Linked DNA regions of Triticum aestivum: region 1 is linked to region 2. The links are chromatin contacts, called in public Hi-C maps. All regions are on one chromosome and are shown on one strand. The core of a region is the stretch at or near the end of the contact, and the rest is flanking DNA. Distances in the headings are between cores, read along the strand shown.

Evidence for each region. Hi-C and Micro-C count contacts between places; a contact is called where the count stands out from the background.
Region 1: a Hi-C map of leaf shows a contact between it and region 2, with 9 times the contacts expected there. The contact joins the promoter of LOC123071954 here to the promoter of LOC123071953 in region 2. A contact is called at or near these places in 3 of 5 Hi-C or Micro-C datasets (all in leaf) and 1 of 1 datasets of contacts at active chromatin or transcription factors (leaf).

Annotation. Positions count from the first base shown.
Region 1 is chr3B:713,989,732-713,995,979 of IWGSC CS RefSeq v2.1, reverse strand. LOC123071954 (transcription factor bHLH77) reads left to right here and starts at 2,467. Exons shown (of 8, transcript XM_044495535.1): 1 at 2,467-3,769; 2 at 3,868-4,080; 3 at 4,223-4,288; 4 at 4,400-4,468; 5 at 4,592-4,666; 6 at 4,758-4,997; 7 at 5,087-5,177; 8 at 5,278-5,772. The coding sequence starts at 3,137. The coding sequence ends at 5,315. It overlaps LOC123071955 (a long non-coding RNA gene), which reads right to left and starts at 6,049. Exons shown (of 2, transcript XR_006434671.1): 1 at 5,996-6,049; 2 at 5,621-5,755.
Region 2 is chr3B:713,501,051-713,507,218 of IWGSC CS RefSeq v2.1, reverse strand. LOC123071953 (AP-4 complex subunit epsilon) reads right to left here and starts at 3,723. Exons shown (of 11, transcript XM_044495534.1): 1 at 2,923-3,723; 2 at 2,152-2,337; 3 at 1,809-2,024; 4 at 1,601-1,711; 5 at 982-1,179; 6 at 745-876; 7 at 296-352; 8 at 99-215. The coding sequence starts at 3,525. It overlaps LOC123071951, which reads right to left. Exons shown (of 13, transcript XM_044495533.1): 11 at 5,839-5,964; 12 at 5,581-5,632; 13 at 4,483-5,028. The coding sequence ends at 4,876.

The DNA.
Region 1 (6,248 bases), core at 1,218-3,717, 490 kb before region 2:
TTCTCGGAATGGAACGAAACTTTGCGAGGATTTTTATATCAATAATAAGAATTTCTAGAGCCAAGACCTGCAGAAGAGGCGCACCTGGGTGGGCACAACCCACCAGGGCGTGCCCCCTCTCCTAGCGCCGAGGTGGGTTGTACCCACCTGGTGGCCCCGCAGACGATCCCCTTGATACTATAAAATCACATATTTCCAGAAAAAATAAGGGAGAAAGAATTATCGTGATCCACGAGACGGAGCTGCCGCCGAGCCCTGTTCTTCCTCGGGAGGGCAGATCTGGAGTCCGTTTGGGGCTCCGGAGAGGGGGATCTTCGTTCTTCGTCATCACCAACCCATATCCATCACCAATTCCATGATGCTCCCCACCGGGAATGACTCATTCCTTCGCAGGCTCGCTGGTCGGTGAGGAGTTGGATGAGATTCACCATGTAATCGAGTTATTTTATTAGGGCCAGATCCCTATTATCCACTATGTTCTTAGATTGATGTTGCTATGACTTTGCTATGCTTAATGCTTGTCACTTTGGACCGGGGTGCCATGAACTCAGATCTGAACGGTTTATGAATTCATCATTATATCCCCACGCAACGGCGTGCACGTCTCCTAGTAGAGCTTGCACACCTCCGCCTTGACGTACGACCGCGGCGAGGTGGGGCCCCGCCCGACGTGATATGAAACACGGACGGTGGAGGCGGGGTGGGGGAGCGGCGACAGCAACCGGACGACGGCCCAACCTCGTGGTCGTGCCTCGTATTGCGCCCGGGGAACCATCGCCCCACCATTGTCGCCGATGGAGAGGTGGATGGGGGCTAGGGTTTGCTTGTGTCGGGGCTCGAGGAGGCAAGACGGCCATGAAGTGGAAACTGTGGATTGGCCGGTCCACGACTTCCAATTTAAGAAGGACGACGACCCTTTGCCGTGTGAATGACAACCGGGGCCCGCCGTGCGTGCACATTGAATTTGGGCGGCGGAGGTAGGTGGACGACCGCCACGCGTCCCCAAGGCGGCCGCCCAGCAAGCGCGTGCCCGTCTATTCGACGTCTGTGTGGACGCAAACCGGGCGCATGTTTGCGCTAGAAATGGGGCGGGCCAGACACCAAACAGACAAATTTTGAGGATGCGGTCGCGCGTTGGGCCATGTCATCTGTCCATTTTTGCCGAAACGGAAGCGGGCGGACAGGATGGGGTCGCGCGTTGGAGTTGGCCTAAAGATTCTTCGGATCCTTCCTTGACGAGGACATCGGTTCTACGGTTGGGGATGGATTTAGAAACTAGTCTGTTCTAGAAAGGATGGCATGGCGAGAACGACATCGTCGTGGAGGACCTGTGTCCTCGTGCTCCGCCGTTGTGACGTTTGCTCCAGCGTCCACGCGGAGCTTGGGAGGTGGTCCAGGAGCGGACGCAGATTGTCGTCTGCACCAACGACATCTAGAAGACGAAACGTGTGCGCGATTCGTGGTTCATGGATGACAGGTATGATTTCCTACTTCGGCGTCTTAGTCGTGGTGGGGTGACAGATCTGGAGTTCGATGGCATGTTCGGGTGTTGCCCCGGTCTGATTCGTTCAACGGTAAGGGCCCTCACTTTGGTGAGCCACCTTGGATATCCGCAAAGCTGCATATCAGTGATGGACCGACATGACAAAACTGAAAAGATAGCAGAACATCTATGAGCTTCATATCAACGAACGTCGCCTGCCTCCGACACCACCACACCAGACACCGAAGAAATAACGATTGATCACCTCCTCACCCGAGCTCGACGTGACTCCATCACTGATATAAGAAAAGGAGTAATTATTATGATGGAGCTGCTGTATTATCATGAAAAAAAAGGTAATTCCAGAAAGGAAATCAGGAAGTAAAATTTCAGAGACAACTTCGAAAAATCAGAGGAAGAAAAAAATGGAAGAGAAGACGAACATGGTTTTGAGACCCGCTAATTTGATAAAGAAGCCATCTCGCAGAAGGGGCTAAAAACCCCAATCAGATCAGATGAGATGAGCCTCAACAGAGTGCCCGGCCGGGCTCCGTCCAATCCAGTGGGCCGCCGCTGCATGCATCCTCAAATCAAAATACTCCGTAGTAGACAATGCCCGTCAAAAAAAAGAAGAGAAGAAGTAGACAGTGACGATGATTAAAAATCTCCTTATTTTGCTGGCTAGGCTAGGAGCTGGTGGTGGTGGTAGTAGGATCCAACCCAAAATACCAAGCAGCGTCGCTTGTCCCCTCGCGCCCCCGTTCCACGATTTAATGATTGGTTCCATGGGCATCAGCAGCTCAGGACCATCGCCTTCACCTCTCGATTGAAATGAAAACTTGGAAAATATCCCAGGTTCAGAAAAACAGGGCGCAAGCAGCCGTAAAACAATTTGTTTATCAGGCCCAAATTTCGCCATGTTTGTCTGTGCTACTAGCACAGCGTTTCTTTATGTTTGCGTCGTCGTCGGTCGCCATTCGCCCTTTTAACCCCGCCCTCGCCGAGCTCTCTCCGGTGCTTCTTCCTTCCTCCCTGGTTTCATGGCAGGAAAGGGTGAGGTGACGATGCCCATGGCCCGTCCAATTTGACCCATGCCATCCTGGACCTATATCATACACGCACACATACTCTACTAGTAGTACTCGTCTCCCACCACCACTCTCCGTCCCACAACCTCAACCTCGTCCCGTCTTCTGCTTTTAGCTCGCCTGCGGCTGCGGTGGGAGCTTTTCGCTTTGGTTTAGGTGCTTCTTTCTTTCCCACTCCCCACTTTCTCCCCCCTCCCCCTCTCCCTCCTTCATTCGTGCGTTGTCACGCACACCAAAAGCTCCTGCCTTTGCCTTATCTCAGCACCACCCTGCTCGTAGTGGGATTTGGTGGGAGCTGCTCTGCGCTGCTCCGCTCAACCTACTTGCCTGCCTCCCTCGCCTCGCGCGCTTCTCTGCTCCCTCTCTTCGGGCCCTGCGTCACTCTCATCCCGTCACCGCACCGCACGAACGCACGCACGCGCGCGCGGCGCTCTTCTCTCCTCCTCCCGGCGGGCTCGGTATTCGGACGGTTTCTTGGTCTGCGGTTGGATTGGCTGGGCGCAGTTGCTTGGGCGCGGCGAGCGGCGACGGATCTTTGCGGAATTCCGGCGAGGGAGGACGGGAGATGAACTGCGGCCCGCCGGACCAGCTGCCGCCGGCCACGGCGGGCTTCCTCAACCTTAACTGGGACAGCTCCATGGACGCGGGGGGCCACCCCTCGCCGGCCTCCGGCTCCGCGGCGGCCACCGAGGGGCTGGCGCTCCACGGGATCTCGCCCCGGCCGCAGCACTACGGCGCCGGCACGCCGCTCGGCTCGCCCACCAAGCTCAACCTCTCCATGATGGGCCAGTACCGCCACCACAACCACCACTACCCGCCGCCGCAGGTGGGGGGCGCCGGCCTGCCCACCCTGGAGAACCTGATGCCCATGGGATCCCTGGACCAGTTCCTCGCCGACCCGGGCTTCGCCGAGCGCGCCGCCAGGCTCTCCGGCTTCGACGCCCGCGGCGGCTACGGCGGCGGCCCGGCGCAATTCGGCCTCCCGGACGACGGCCCCGTCGGCGCGCTCAAGGAGCTGGAACTCGGGAGTGCCCGGGACGACTCGTCGGTGTCCGATCCGGCGTCGGCCGGCGCGGGGATGGCGCTCAAGGGGGGCTCCGACGGCAATGCGAGGAAGCGGAAGGCCGCCGGCGGCAGCAAGGGGAAGGGCAAGGACGCCTCCATGTCCACCACCTCCGCCAAGGATCTCCTCGCCAAGGTACGCCGCGCGCGAACAGAATTCCGCTCAGTTCAGTTCTCGAAGGAGCGAAACGTCGATGATCTCACCCGACGAGCACCACCGTCGTCGCCGTGCAGGAGGACTCGGCGTCGAAGCGCTGCAAGTCCACGTCCATGGAGGACGCCGAGGAGAATTCCGGCAAGGGGAACGCCGCGCAGAGCAGCAGCGAGAACGGCGGCAAGAAGCAGGGCAAGGACGGCGCCTCCAAGCTCCCCGAGCCGCCCAAGGACTTCATCCACGTCCGGGCTCGGCGCGGCGAGGCCACAGACAGCCATAGCCTGGCCGAGAGGGTACAATTCTCGGCCTCTCGCTTGCATTGTGTGTGTGTGTGTGTGTGTGTGTGTGTGTGTGTGTGTGTGTTGGACTGATGATCATTTTCATGGTACAGTAGAATTCATTTCTCATGCTCTGCTTCCTCTTCTTCTTGCTCAGGTGAGAAGGGAGAAGATCAGCCAGCGGATGAAGCTGCTGCAGGACCTCGTGCCCGGCTGCAACAAGGTAACTAGTACGAGACTACGTACAATTCTGCACTCATCATTTCGCAATTGTTGTCACTTCATCGCTTGGTGTGCCCAGATTTGAGACCCGGGAAAATGTTGCCTGTTTCAGGTGGTGGGCAAGGCCGTCATGCTGGACGAGATCATAAACTACGTGCAGTCGCTGCAGCGGCAAGTCGAGGTACACAAATGCATACACACACGACTCGCCCATTGTCAACCAAAAACAGATGCAGAAATGATCATGAAACCCCACGAATTGCCATCTTGAACTTATGCCGTTCTTGTCAACTTTTGCTTGCAGTTTCTGTCCATGAAGCTGGCCACGGTGAACCCGCAGCTGGACTTCAACAACCTGCCCAGCCTCCTCGCCAAAGATGTGAGGACAAAGCATCTACCATATGCATGCATGCTCCCATTGCCGCATCCGGCACCTCCTCTCTGACTGATTTTGCTTCCGATGATCGCAGATGCAGCAGCAGTCATGTGGGCAGCTGCAGCAGGGCTCGTCGCATTTCCCGCTGGAGGCGTCGGGCGCGCCGCTCCCCTACATGGGCCAGGGGAACGGCGACCCTCTCGGCTGCGGCATGTCCGACGGCGGCATGGGCGACGATCAGGGCGCCATGCACCCGCTGGACCAGGCCTTCTGCCGGCCCATGGGTTCCTCACAGCAGCAGCAGCAGCACTTCCTCAGCGACGCCGCCTCTCAGGTATGTCCTGAGCTCGCGCCATGTTTCGTATGGAGCCTGCTGCCATTGTTCAGGATGATGAACGGCTTGTGATGGTTGCAAACGTGCAGGTTGGGGCTTTCTGGCAAGATCTGCAGAGCGTGGTTCAGATGGACATGGGGCAGAGCCAGGAGCTCGCCACCTCCTCCAACAGCTACGACGGTGAGTGCAAATCATCCGGTTTCAGTTTCAGCCTGAATTATGAACATTCACATCACTTTCGACCCGAGATTCGGATGCTAAATTTATTCTTGCTGTTTAGGTTCGTTGCAGACGGTCCACATGAAAATGGAGCTTTGACATCGTCACCGGGGAAGAAGCTCGATCCGACGGGAAGCCTCGACGCCACCGCTGTACATAGAGAGGAGAAGCAGAGCCTGAGAGTCAGTCAGCGAAGCTTGCCATTCGACCATCCATGGAAGCACTCTGAGATTCAACCTAACAGTGTTGGGCCCTTAGCAGTGTCTTAGCTTTCTAATTTCCACCAATCCATCCGTCAGTCCCTTCCGGTGTAATGATTCTTTTGAACAAGAAAGGGAACCCGGCCGTGCAACAGTAGTAGCTTAGGCTAGCTCTGCGTATCATCATCATCATCTCCTTTCTTCTTGTGCTAAGCTTCCAAGATCGATCGGTACATAGCGCGGCACCCTTCCTATCCATTCTCCCTCAAATGAGAGGGGATTGCATTGAAGATGTGTAATAGTATCATTTGTATTGCCATTATATATATATAATACGTACTCCCTCCTTCCATCTATATAGGTCCTAATGTGTTTTTCGAGGCGAACTTTGACCAAACGTTAGAGCAATAATATATGACATGCAACTTACACAAAGCATGCCTTCAAATTTGTATGTCAAAGGAGCTTCCAATAATATAATTTTCATAGTATACATCTCATGTGCTATTAATCTTGTCAATAGTCAAAGGCTGTCTTGAAAAACACATTAGGCCCTATATAGATGGAAGGAGGGAGTACGTTTCTAGCCTATAATTATAAATACCATTATTAAGATGCTTGATTGTGGTGCCCTGCCCACTGTGAATGAATGATTGACATCTCACATCTGGGTTCCTGCATCAACCATGCTAATCTAATCACGCTGGCGATGATGGTGATGATGATGATGAGTGAACTAGTAGAACAAAACTGTTCTTCTCTGGTTGTGTTGCCACTTGGAGAAGGTGAGGGGCAAAGAGAGTGAGAGAAAGGACATGGACAGAAGGAACAA
Region 2 (6,168 bases), core at 2,474-4,973:
ACTGAAGCAACTCCAAGTGTGTAATGTTCCCAAAACAAAAATGACAGACCATTGCCTCAACACAATATTACACATAAGTTGGTCAGAAAAGAGCATACCCTGACAGTATCATCAGTTGGGTGGGCCTCTGCAACATCACATAACTTCCCAATAATATAGGAAGCAGGATGCTTCCCATCTGCTGTTCCATATTCCCCCAAAACCCAGCATATGATCTGAAAGTAAAACGAAACAATATAAATTACCGCCCAAAACTCATCTTGGGGTAGAAAGGAAATACAAAACACACAATTACCTGCAAAAATGAGGATGGAAGCTTTGGCTCCCCAAGAATCCGGAGGTAGGAATTGACCTGTTAAAGAATGGGAGAGTTAGGAATCAACCTGTTCAAGAACAGGAGAGTTATATTTATATAACTGATCTAGTGAGAAAATCCTAAAACAAAGAATTATGCTTCCAGTTGAGGAGGCTGCTAGAGTCTTGTTGACATATCCCACCATATGAAGCTGAATAACATAACAGCAGTTGAAGCATAAATAACATTACAATTTCTCTCCAGGGCTCACTATCAAGCTAGAAAAGCAAAGGCCATGGCCAGTTCAGTGCAAACATTTTTTTCCCATCTCAAGATATAAAACTCATTGGCTGATTATCACAGTTAAAAAAAGTCCATACTGGCAGTATAACGTTTAGCATTAATAAACTCAGTGGCAAGGGGTTACAGGAAGAGTTCAGAGTACATACAGCTGATGATCTCAATTGACTATCAGCACCTTCATCCTCCTCTCCAAATCCTTCAGCGATAAGCCGCATTAAATTGTGTGCCACTCTAATGTTGACAAGGTCCCCAGCATGCTCAAAGACTTTGTTCATGGTCTGGAAAAATAATTAAAGGATTAATGGATCTTCTAAAAACCAAGCAACGACAGCATAAAAATTACACCAAGTGCTTGACGAGAAATACACACACTCCTGGATTACCTGAATGAACCACTGGTTGCTGGGCGCAAATTGTTCTGCTAGCTCAACACAACGTGATGCAATTTCCGCCTTATAGTGGTGATCAGTTATGCTGATCATGTACTCGATCATCCGATCAACAATCACTTCAACATTAGTTGATTTTGTCATCTTATAAAGAAGCTCAAAAGTCTTACGCTTCAAAGTGTCATCAGGGTCCTATTCATAAGAACATCCAATGGTGAGAAATCGGAAGTACTAATGAGAACAACAGAAGTGCTGATGCAATTACATGCATCAAACAAAGTCACGGATAATAACTATGGAAATGGATATGACATAGTGGCAACTAAACTAGGTGGAGTGGTAACCACGATGAATCAAACAAATTGACATAGCTTTAGCTCACTATAAATACTTTTTCCTAGAGTTAATACAAGGAAGCGTGGAAACGAACAACAAATATCACCATTTCTGACAAAATTAAGTTCAGTAGCTGCAGCATGATTTTAATGAAGGATCTTATATTCATTTTATTGCAGCACAAGACAAATATATTTGAAATGGATGGCAGGAGCACACTAGATTGTCTATTGATTAACATGGATTCTGAAGATGTTAAAGTTTTCACATCCCTCACCTCTAAGCAATCGATAACAGCCAATTGGTGCTGTTCTGCAATATCAGGATTTATTTTTATTAGTCGTCCAAGAGCATCAATTCCCATGTACTTAAGATTATGGCTATCGCTCTGCAAACAGCATAGGTGCAAGCAAAAAATGTTAGCTTAGTGATGTAGCAACCACAGCATCATTGAAGTCACTTATTTTTCCCTAAAATGTCAAGACCTTCAAAAATTTCGATGTTGTTTCAGCAGCAGCGTCTAGCATCTTAGAGTTTGGGAAAATGCATGAGACACAGCATATGCATTCATACAATATTGCATTCCCAATGTTGCTCGCTGTGTCACCCTTCCTGAATATGTCGCCCAAGACAGTGTACATATGACCACTCGCTGACTTGTCGCCGCTGCCCAGCACAGCAAGTATTTTCAGTAGTTTTATCTGAAAATAGCAACAGAAAAATCAGAGGAAATAAGATGGTGCCAATTAAAGAACTCCAAATCAGAACCTACCTATTAACCTAGCATCATTGAACACATCGACCAAGTTAAAAGTAAAGCTCACAGACCTGAATAAATGGTGCAGGCATTTGATGGTAATCGTAGGAAGTTGGAAGCCTCCTCTCCGCAACTTGTTTGAGGATGTTAACAAAACTAACAACTAAATCCTTGTACGCATTTGGATCTTCCAAGATCAGGTCATAGAGTGGGCACAGAGTTGCACCCATCACCCCAGGATCATTATCACAGAGTCTCTGCAAAACAACAAGCACCACTGCTCAGAACCCATTTCAGAAATAATAATTAATGCATTTACATCTGCTACAAGAGTTCCTAAAAATCCCAACGAAGCACTGTGGTTGCTTATCAGAGCTCCCTCTATGTCATGGTTTGAGTTTTAAAAAGTTGCTCTATCCTACATTAAATATAAACAGTAAATTGCATTGAACAGATAAAGAAAATGTGCGTCTTCAGGCTTAGTGAACCCACATCTTTGCACCAGAATTGCAACATGAGACATGAAAGACAAGTAAACACCTCAGGTGTGCAAAACTCACATCTAACATCCAGCTCAAGCTCAATAAATGCAATTAGAGGCAATAGCTAGTTGCTGCAACTCAAAATATACATTGAACACGTACAAAACATGAAGCTTTAGCACGATTAACAGTAGCGCATGTGCCTTTGAGCGAGATAAATTAACAGTAGCGCACGCGCCTCTGAGATAGGAGTAAGAAGCTTCGGCATGAGAGGGGCAAATTATTCTACTGTACTTGTATTGTAGTTGGGGAAAGAAATTGGAATTTGAACATGAGGTAAAATGTTTGGGGGGACCTGACCTTGCGGAAGTTGGAGACGAGGTGGGAAACGGATGAAGGGGATCGCTGGTAGAATCGGTGGAGCGCCATGACGGCCTTCTTCCTGACGGCCTCCTTGGGGTGCGCGAGGAGATCGACGACCTGGGGCAGCACGGCGGGGATGGCCTCCTCCCCGATGAGACGGCTGGCGGCGGTGAGCGCGGCGCAGACGACGAGGTAGTTGTCGGACCTGAGGTCCTTCTGGATGGTGTTGACGACGAGGATGACGAGGTCGTGGCGCTCGTCGATGAAGAGCGCGACGGCGAGGTAGCCGGTGCGCTTGAGCGGGAGGGACTCGTCGTGGGTCATCTTGACGGCGTGGATGTGGCCGAAGGAGGCGTCGTGGCCGAGCATCTCGGCGTAGACGAGGCGGAGGAGGAGCTCCTTCATCTTGCGGCGCGGCACGTCGGGGTCGGCGAGGCGGCGCTTGAGGTGCTCCAGCTCGCGGGAGATGATGCGGTCCTCCTCCGCCTTGGAGCGCGCCTCGCCGATGGACTTGACCAGGTCCAGGAACTCCTTCGACTGCCCCCACCCGCCCTGCGACCCCATCGCCAGCTCCCGCCCGATCGTCCGGAGCTGCTCCATTGCGTGCGTGCGTGCGTCCGCCCGCCGGGAGACGCGGAGGGGGGCGGAGGATGGGGGGTCGCCGCCGGCGACGGGCGTCCGGCGAGGAGGACGGGGGAGGTGTGAGGGAGTGGAGATCTGGATCGGCCGGGTAGGGGGAAGGTGGGTTTCCTCGGGGTAGAGTGGGGATCGGCCTAGTTTTCTTTCTTCTCCTTCTTTTTTGGCTGTTTCCTTGGGTTAGTTTTTGCTTTCCCAAGGGAGGCCTTGTTCTATTGTGCATCGTTTTGCAAAGATAAATCCTTTTGGTTGGAGAAATTTGCAATCTAGTAGTAAAACTGTGTTTAAATTTGCACATATGTGTGTGTAAGGAGAAGGCGGCTTTTAATGTGACAAGCGCACTTATGTGTGTGTTGTTGCGGAAGGGTGAAGCACCGGCGGCATTTCGCACTTATGTGTGTTGCCATGGAAGGGTGAAGCACTGGCGGCATTTCGCACTTATGTGTGTGTTGTCGCGGAAGGGTGAAGCACCGGGGAGGAGGCATGTGTGAGGAAAGGGGACAAGGGTGGCGACAGCCGCCACATCACAGAGAGAGAGGGTGCGCGCGCGCGTGAAGGGGACATGGTCGGTGACGGAGAGGGAGGGGGGGGGCGTGTACCAACAGAGAGAACTATTTTTTTCGTCATCGATTTACAGGCACCAAAAGTGTATAATCAATCATATTCCACAATAAAGTATATAAAAAATAAAAAGCAGAAGATATAGGGTTGCCGAGAGGACGCCACACAAGCCAGAAAATTACTTGTGATGGAGAGAAAGGGGAGAAAGTGGCCAAGTGGCACGCAATCAGCTCTAGTCACTGCATTATCACGAATGAATACCTAATTTCAAAAGGATAATAGTTTCAGTAGATAATAGCGTGCACACATGAATTATCATACATCAAGCACCCCGTCCGACCCTCGTTCGCCGTGTCAATCTAGAAAATCAATCTCATACTGCATGACCAAAAAATTCCACCTTACAGTTTACAGTACAAAATTCACAGAACTCAAGCATTTCATACCATGGCCACACTTTTTTGTAGGCAACAACCATAGTGCCCTACTGAACTCACACTGCAGTAGCCTGTCCAGGAGTGAAAACTCCCCCATGATATTAGCTTTATCGGCCGATGGGGCACAAAACCTCAGGTGAGCTCACACTGCACTAGCTTCTCCTCTCCGGCACTGGACTTGCTCCTGGTAATAATTTACAGCTGATAACTTGCTTCTTTTTTAGCTAGCTATCGGTCGGCCAAAGTTTCAAACAACTTCCAAAAGGAGAGAAAGCCACCGGGATCTACTGGTTGCAGAGAAAGCTTACTAAGAAACTTAATCCGCTTCCCCAAGCCCATCACTCCCATCCCCTCTTTTGCTGATCGCAGCCATACCACCGCGTTTCTTGCCGCCGCCGGATGCCGCCTCCGCATTTTTCCTCAACACGGCGCCAGGTGAGGGATACGGTCTTTGTTGGAACAGAGGGCCCTGTTAATCAAAGCATAGAAAGAAGACACGTTGTTCTCAGTACTATATTATTAGGGTTTGATCTGTATTTGGAATCACATGTATTGTGGTTCTTTAGGGAGATCCCATGTGTGATGGCTTCCATATAATTCCCACTTCCCCATAACAGATCAAGAGACACGGGAAGTGTGCACTGAAGTACAAACTGATACTCCCTCCATTCCAAAATAGATGACTCAACTTTATACTAAATTTAGTACAAAGTTGGGTCATCTATTTTGGAACGGAGGGAGTAGTAATTAACAAGCGCTACCCAGTTTACAAGGCTCAAACAACCATGCTTTGTGGAAGCCTGATTCAACATCTCACATAAGACGTCCTAGATCAGTCCCACACCATTTGGCACGATGAAGGTAGGCCAGGCAGTAAGGTTTGCTCCCAACAAAACAGTATGTTATGCTACAGCGGGTGTTTGGGTACCGAGATAAGATACTTAACATTTAAATGAAAATCAGAGGGTAGGCAAGTATAGTCAAGATTAGATAAAGGTAAGTTGCAAATCAGATGACGTACAGATGCAGTTGTATCCGCTGCTCGTGGCTGTACACCCTTCAGGCCAACAACCCTGACAAAGAAAGAGGATTAACTTGTCAGTCCAGGGACAGTTAACTTAATATACATGCATTCTTCCTTGATTGGCCAAGCCAGACTGAAGCACATCGCAACTAGTAACCACAAATGCCATTCTCAAACAAACAAAAAAACACAAATGCCAGGAAGATTATAAATTAACTGAAATAATAAGCTTCCAGGAAGAGAGAGATCATGTACCAGCCACCCCGTGGAGCATCTGAGTAAGAGCTTGGATCCATTGGGTCAAGCTCATCCTCCTCAGCGCGGCCTCTTTTTCGGTTATCTTTTTTGTTTATTTTTCCTGAAGGGGGTTTTGAACTTGATCTGCACGCATATGACAAACTCGGTAAATAATATGATGCTTGTGTGCTCAAGTATATGATGGGTGGAAATAGGTTAGCAGTATAAACTATTCCTCCGTTCCTAAATATAAGTCTTTCTAGAGATTCGAATAGGGACTACAGAGCAAAATGAGTGAATCTACACTCCAAAATATGTCTATATACATCCATATGTAGTTTCTATTGG